Regions from separate parts of the Mus musculus genome. Here region 1 is linked to region 2. A link is a contact called in public HiChIP or PLAC-seq data. All regions are on one chromosome and are shown on one strand. The core of a region is the stretch at or near the end of the contact, and the rest is flanking DNA. Distances in the headings are between cores, read along the strand shown. Region 1 has its middle 3.2 kb from the start of Gm36723. Region 2 overlaps Gm36287 (a long non-coding RNA gene).

Region 1 (3,378 bases), core at 168-2,667, 140 kb after region 2:
GAGAGCCTTTCTTCTACAACCAGGAGCCATGGCTGAACACTCAAAGTATGAAGTACGCCCATACTTTCAACGGAGTTCTAGAAATTGAGGTTGAATACCGTCCACAAACCCAATCCCACCTGCTACCTACCACACCCATCCTCAGGCTCTATGCGAAGGAGCCTGGGGAGAGGAGAAGACACAGTGGTGCTGGACTCTTCTTCCCATGATAGAAAGTGGCCTTTTTTTTCTTCAAGTCCCATTGTGGGCTATGAGAGAAAGAGAGGGTTTCCTTTATCCAGCTTTACATGGGCTGTGAACCCTTTGAGGAAGTATGGCTTCAAGTGGAAGAGGTTGGCCCAGTCTGCTTTGTTACTTCTGACCCATGGGATCTGAAGTCATAGGACATAGAGGAGTATCTAGGGATCTTGTGTCTCCATATTGAGGGCTATGGAGATTGTTGAGTACAGTGGGGCAGTGTTCAGGAACCCCAGGCTTAGAAGCACACAAGCTGACTCAGAGCAGCCTGAAGTATGAGCTGTGGTCAGAATCCCTGTTTGTTGCACGCTTTACTTCTCTTTGTAGCCACACCGGCTCTCGGCTACTCTTCCATCTACATCCACTGTTTGACCCTGACTTTGGTCTAATATGCTAATATGTCACCACCTTATATGTGTATTTCTGAGACATTTTTCTTAGAGAGGTCCTTCCCAACCCTACCCTCATTTCCCTAGTTGGCACCTTCGTGGTGGTTTCTGCCTGGCACAGTTAAGTAGTTATCAGTTCTCTGGGTCTCTCCTGCTCCTGACACCAGTGAATAAGATCAAGAGGAGAAGGCCTCTGCTTTGATCAACACCGTTCCCACCACTAAACAGAGGCTACAGGGGGCTGTGAGTGTTCACAGGTGCCGCTCAGTGGGGGGAGCTTGTAAAAACCAGGCTGGACCTAAGGGACTCAGAGATACACCCCAGGTCTATGTGGGGAGTTATGGCAGAGAGTTCTCCCCAGAGAGGTTTCTTTCATCTTTTTCATCTGTTCTCTGGCCTTTGAGCTATGACTAATGCCTTGGGCGAAGTGATGGGAGTTGGGAAGAGGCAGCTGAGATACTGTCAGGAAGATGTCCCTATAGGACTGAGGATGGCAGAGGGTGTCTCTCCATTCGAATCTGCAGCATCTGACCAGTGACACTTGCGCCTCAGCCAAAGTCCCCACTGTCTAAACTGACAGTACCCTACCTGGAAGTTTTGGCAGCAGATGTATAAACTGACATGACTTCTCCAAGGTGTGGTTAAGGGAAAGTTTTTATTGTAGCTATGACTGAGAGGACTGCCAGAGGCACCTGGAAGAGTCCAGAAGAGGGAGAGAGAGTAGTAGCCTGAACATGGCCAGAAGAGGAAGTGGGGTGGGGGGAAACTGAAAGAGGGAGGCAAAGAGAGGACCAAGAGCATGCATAGACAAAATAGTGGAGCTTTTAAGGAGAAATGAGAGGCTTGGGGAGGGGAGCCCCTGAGCTGGAGAAGTTTAGGTAGGGAAGGGCTGAAAAGAGCTAGATGCTTATGATACTGAGGGAGCCCAGAGGCCAGCATCTACTTTGGTAGGCTAATAGGCACCAGAGATAGCAATTTGTCCCTTCTGCCAGTCATAAGGCTTCTTTGGTAGAGGGGAACCAGCATTAGAAGTTCCTGAGAAACACTGGCTTTTGTCTAATGTCCAGAACTGGGGAAAATGGAGTTTGCTTTGGACTTGATACCTTCCTCATCTCTTTAAAGACATAGGGCTGCTTTTCTCAGCTGGTTATTATAGTCTTAATGTGAGCTCCTCCCCTGCCCTAGTCCCGTGGCCACTGAGAGTCTCCTCTCTAAGCTCTTCAGTAGCCTCTTAGGGTGTGCCTATCTTTCCTGCAAGGATGCTGAGGGGCAGGGGGCTTCTCCTCTAAGGCCCCTCCTTCTTGAGCCTTGACTTTCTGAGAGAGCCAGTCAAGTCTGCATGCAATGCCTGGGGCTTTGTGAATGGCTCAGACAGCTCCTTTTAGTTTTAAGATTCATGTACTAGCTGGAGATGAGGAACATGTGAAGGTGGACCCCTTACTTACTGTGCAATGTGGAACATTCCTTATCTTTCTTTTATTTCTCTTCTGTGAAATGTGGTTAATAAGGGTGTCAGTGTCACAGGACCAACATGATTCAACGGTACTGTATACAAGAGGCAGGATAAGCCACAAAGAAACCCAGCCTAATCCATGAAGGGCATCACTTGGGTTCAGTGTCTTCCCATAGCATTGTTCAGTAAATTTGAATGGACAGAGGGCCACTCTGGAAACAGTGGCTTGGGGTAGCCCATAGGTAGAAAATCTAATTTTGTATCTTGACTGAAAACACAAAGCAGTTACTGGGATTGAAAATCATCCTAGCATTTGATTCTTCTTTAGATTTGGCGTGGCTCCTTCAAAGTCAACACCTAGATACTTAGGAGACTAAGATTCGAAGGCTGGAGAAGTGAACCCCGTTCACGCTTGGTTTAGTCTAGACCTTCTAGAATAAACTTAACTGTAAAGAGATCCTGGCCTCCAAATGTAATTCCACAGATGCACTTTGATTTCACAGCCATTGATCAATAATTCATTGAGCCCGTGACTGCGATGACATGATTTAATATGTCCGGCTAAATTATGTCCCCACAGGAATGCTCGTGCAGACCAAAGGAAAGAACAATGGCCACTGTGCCAGCATCACAGAGCGAGCTGTGCCTCGGGATGGAGTCAGTAGTGGTCTCAAAGCGGGGAAGCTGTGAGGGATCTAGATGGCAGAGGGACTACATTTTAATCCCTGCCCATCAGGAGTACCCAGGTGACAGTGAATGTCACCTCCAATCCCAGCTCTGCAAAGATAAAGTAGCCTAGCCTCAGGAGAATTAGAATCTGCAGCAACCCCAAATCTGCCAGTCAAGAGTCCTCCTTCTTACTGTCAGCTGCTGTCGCCATTGTGTCCCAGTGTCTCTTGCAGTTTCTCCCTGTTCAGAGTAGTGGAAAGGCACGGGGTGAGTTGGCAGAAGTAGCCAGGCTCATGTTCGAAGATATCGATGATAGGAATAGGGGGTTTTTGGAGAGGAAACCAGGAAAGGGGATAACATTTGAAATGTAAATAAAGAAAATATCTAATTAAAAAAAGGAAAAAGCATATAGCAAGGTTTGGTTTCTATTGAAAGAAGAGTCTGCTCTATCTGTCTCTGACTATTGTATCATCTGTCCTCCGGATCTCTATTTATCTCTGTTTCTGTCTCTGTCTCTCTGTCTCTCTGTCTCTCTGTCTCTCTGTCTCTCTGTCTCTCTGTCTCTCTCTATCTCTCTCTCTCTGTTTGTGTTCATACATGTATGTTTGTTCATGGCAGCATGTGTGGAGG
Region 2 (3,209 bases), core at 293-2,792:
GAGGAAGGCAACTTATAGAAGAAAGGGTTTATTCAGGCTCAAGGTTCCAGAGAGATAAGAGTCTATCATGGCAGGGGAATGGCTGGCATGGTGGCTGAAGCAGGAAGACTAGAGCTTACATTTTGAACCACTAACACAGAGAGAGTGGCCTAGAAATGGCCCATGCCTTCAAACTCTCCAAGCCAGCCTCTAGTGACATACTTCCTCCAACAGTGCCTTCCCAAACAGCGCCACCAACTGGGAACCAAGTGTACAGACACACAACCTGTGGGGGACAGTCTCATTTAAACGAGTGTAGTTATCATGTAGGCTAACAGAAAACCTGATGAGCAGTGACTGACAGAAAACATAAAGAATGGTTTTTCTTATGCAATACCATCTGGAGGTAGGCAGTGGGCAGAGTTTTGTGATTTAACAAGATCTTCCAAGGTTCAGGCTCTTCTGCCACTGTCCATGAAACATTTTGTTGTTGTTATTGTTGTTATTTTTTCGTTGTTTGATTCTGTTTCCCATCATTTCATTTTTCCCTCATTGTCCTAAAAATGGCTGCTGTAGTCCAAAATTCACACAATCAGAAACAAGTATAAGGAAAGGGGCAGGCCTGGCCAGTCTCTTCTCTATCCCCTCTCCTTCCCTTTCTTCCTTTCTCTCCCTCCTCTTCCCCCACCCGACAAGGAAACAAAGTCTGACAGCTAGTCTCCCTGAAAGAGTCTAAGGCATCTGTATGCCTCTCTGGCAAGATAGACCCCGTGGTGTAAGGAAAAGCCAGGGGAGCAAGAATGTGGCCATCATAGCCAGGGGAGGGAGATTGTAAAAAGTGGCTCAGTTAGCTGGTAGTCAGCTTGCGCATGCAGAGGATTTGTTGGGAAGGGGACCTGGGGACTCTGGGTAGCAGTGGCCTAGAATGTGGGGCTCTGGGAAAAAAAAACCGTGGCTAGTGTTTTTATTATATAACCTTTGTGGGCGGATGTTCTTGTTACTGTGTAGTTATCTGATTCTTTCAATGACAAAAACAGAAAGTTGGTTAATTTAAAGACAGACAGACAGACAGACAGACTTCAGCGTGGCAAAATGGGGGCCGTGTGACATCCATGTTAAGGGAGTGCTCTCGGGCGAGAGTGTCCAGGGGACCCTGGGATCCTGGGCACAGGGAGCACAGGTCTCGTGGCTGAGCTTGTAGGTGTGTGGGCAGCAGACTGGGACAGGTTTCGGCTGGCACTGGAGTTGAGGGGACCTCTTCCTTGCTCTCTAGGTGTATCTGAGAGCCTGGGGCAGGGCTGAGCATATGAGCATGGCTTGTGGAGGCCATTAGGGGTGGTGGTGAATAGAGGTGGGGTGAAGCAGGAAGCTGGGGAATCCGATGGAGGAAAGGAGACAACTCTTAAACATTTGCTCACTGAGCTGTCCCTGCTTTCGTGCTGTCTCATCTAGAAAGTGGTGTTGAAATGAAGTAAGTCTTCAGGAAACCCCCATGTGTTCTGCGATTGAGGCTGACATACTGACATAGGCTTCTAATTCTGCCAGCTGACCAGGCATGTGTCTCTGACGACACAACATGAGGCTGAAATGGGAAGATGATCTGAAATTAGCCCCTGAGTCAGATGACAGGGACGAAGTCAGAAGAGCAGAGAGACATGTAATTGCCGTCCCCCTCCCCGCTCCAAGGGTGATCTCACTATGCACGGTAGGCAGTGGGGAGAGGCCTGTGGACCCCTGCAAATCTGGATAGCGTTCAAAGAGGTTCTGGTTCTTTACTTGTCCTGGTCAGCACTGTTTCTGCCTCTTTCCTGACTCAGCGAGTGACCTGCAGTGACCCCGAGGAGGGAAATGTCTTGGCTAGACTTGAGGACTTATTCTATGAATCAGGGGCAGAAGTCTCTGGCCTTGTTCTGTCATTGAAGTTATGTCACATGATTTTGTAGAGGGAGAGTGTCACCCCAGTTTTTTGACAACCAAAGCTGGGCTACACTTTAGCTTGTAGACCCCTAAGAACTTCCTCAACAGAGGATCAAACTGTACCGTGAATTTGATGAGTCTATTGTATGTAAGAGGCACCCCGGTACAGCCTAGCCCTTGGTATTCCCTGATGAGAAGCCAGTGAAGAGGAGAATCAGCACCCCCTGCTATGAGTAAGACCTAGTTGTAGAGTCTAGGAAAGAGTTTGAATAAAGAGATGCATAGGTTTCTCATGTAGCAAGTTGTCTGGATCTGATGACCTTAGAGTTGATGTAGCAGGCAGAGCTCATTGTGGAAGAAAAAAGAAACCATTCTAGGTATGTTAGTCAGCAAAGTCTCTACTGCAGGGGATTTATTTATAAAATCAATGGAGGGGCTGAAGGAGAAGGATACAGGCTGGGCCTTGGGAACTGCTCTACCTGGAAGGGTCTAAGTCTCATCCTTGGGAGAACTGATTCTAAGCCCTCCAGCCTAGGGCAGGTGTGGAGAAGGGGTTGGCATTGAATCCTTGTCTCTAGAGAACTGATGCTATCTGCACTACCATTCAGACCTGGAGGATGAGTACCGTCACACAGTGGCAGCCACCGTTAGGCATTCTAGACAGAGAAAGCATCCACTTGACCACTGCCTTATATAGACAGTGATTTTGTGAAAGCTAATTATCATCCAAAACCTTTACTGAAAGGAAGCTTGGGGAATACCTTCCAACTCTCTTAAGGAAGAATACAAGTGGGCTATTCCAGGGAACCCAGCACATGGGACAGCAGAAGGCTGCTGGCTAAAGTAGGCTTGCCCAAGAGAAGTTCTTCAAGAGAAGTTTGACTCAGGAACACATTCTCCTTTAGGTAGGCCCATGATGGAAAGGGACCATGTTTTTCAGTTTCTGATTTGACACTGGAAGCTTTTAGCCCCAGTTCTATATCCCTCAGATAAGTGGCTTTGAAAAGTTCCGGTTGCCCAATTGTGGGATAAGGAAGTGTGTGTGATAAGCCAGAGTGGGGCTCTCCGGCTACAGCAACTTATGGTCTAAGGTCTCAGAAGTACTTCTCCGGAGGAGTAGCTCTTTGTTCCTGGATTTGCGAGGCCTCAAGAGCCCTTCACTGGGCACTTTCTCTGAGAGTTCATAAGGATCAAAGGAGCAAGGAGGAGGGGAGATGTGGGGGGAGTTTGGTGACCACAAGTGAAGGGGGGTGGGGTGCTGCACAAACAGCTGTGTCCAGTGTACCCGACCCAGAGCTCCAACATAGATGCTT

Evidence for each region. HiChIP or PLAC-seq counts read pairs in DNA pulled down with a chosen protein or histone mark.
Region 1: an H3K27ac HiChIP or PLAC-seq map of microglia shows a contact between it and region 2, with 4 times the contacts expected there. The contact joins two enhancer-like sites. A contact is called at or near these places in 1 of 15 datasets of contacts at CTCF or cohesin (pro-B cells), 3 of 484 Hi-C or Micro-C datasets (the G1E-ER4 cell line, group 2 innate lymphoid cells and nephron progenitors) and 3 of 115 datasets of contacts at active chromatin or transcription factors (the 230-238 cell line, CD8 T cells and microglia).

The regions. Positions count from the first base shown.
Region 1 is chr12:25,350,969-25,354,346 of GRCm38.p6, forward strand. No RefSeq gene overlaps it. Among named protein-coding and RNA genes, the nearest start is that of Gm36723, 3.2 kb to the right of the region's middle. Within about 2 kb of position 1,418, at least 7 of the 459 cell types and tissues checked have an H3K27ac peak or open chromatin away from gene starts, as enhancers often do. A contact at or near this core is called in microglia, where this site is marked.
Region 2 is chr12:25,212,474-25,215,682 of GRCm38.p6, forward strand. The region is part of intron 6 of Gm36287 (a long non-coding RNA gene); the gene reads left to right. Among named protein-coding and RNA genes, the nearest start is that of Gm36441, 4.5 kb to the left of the region's middle. Within about 2 kb of position 1,543, at least 31 of the 459 cell types and tissues checked have an H3K27ac peak or open chromatin away from gene starts, as enhancers often do. A contact at or near this core is called in microglia, where this site is marked.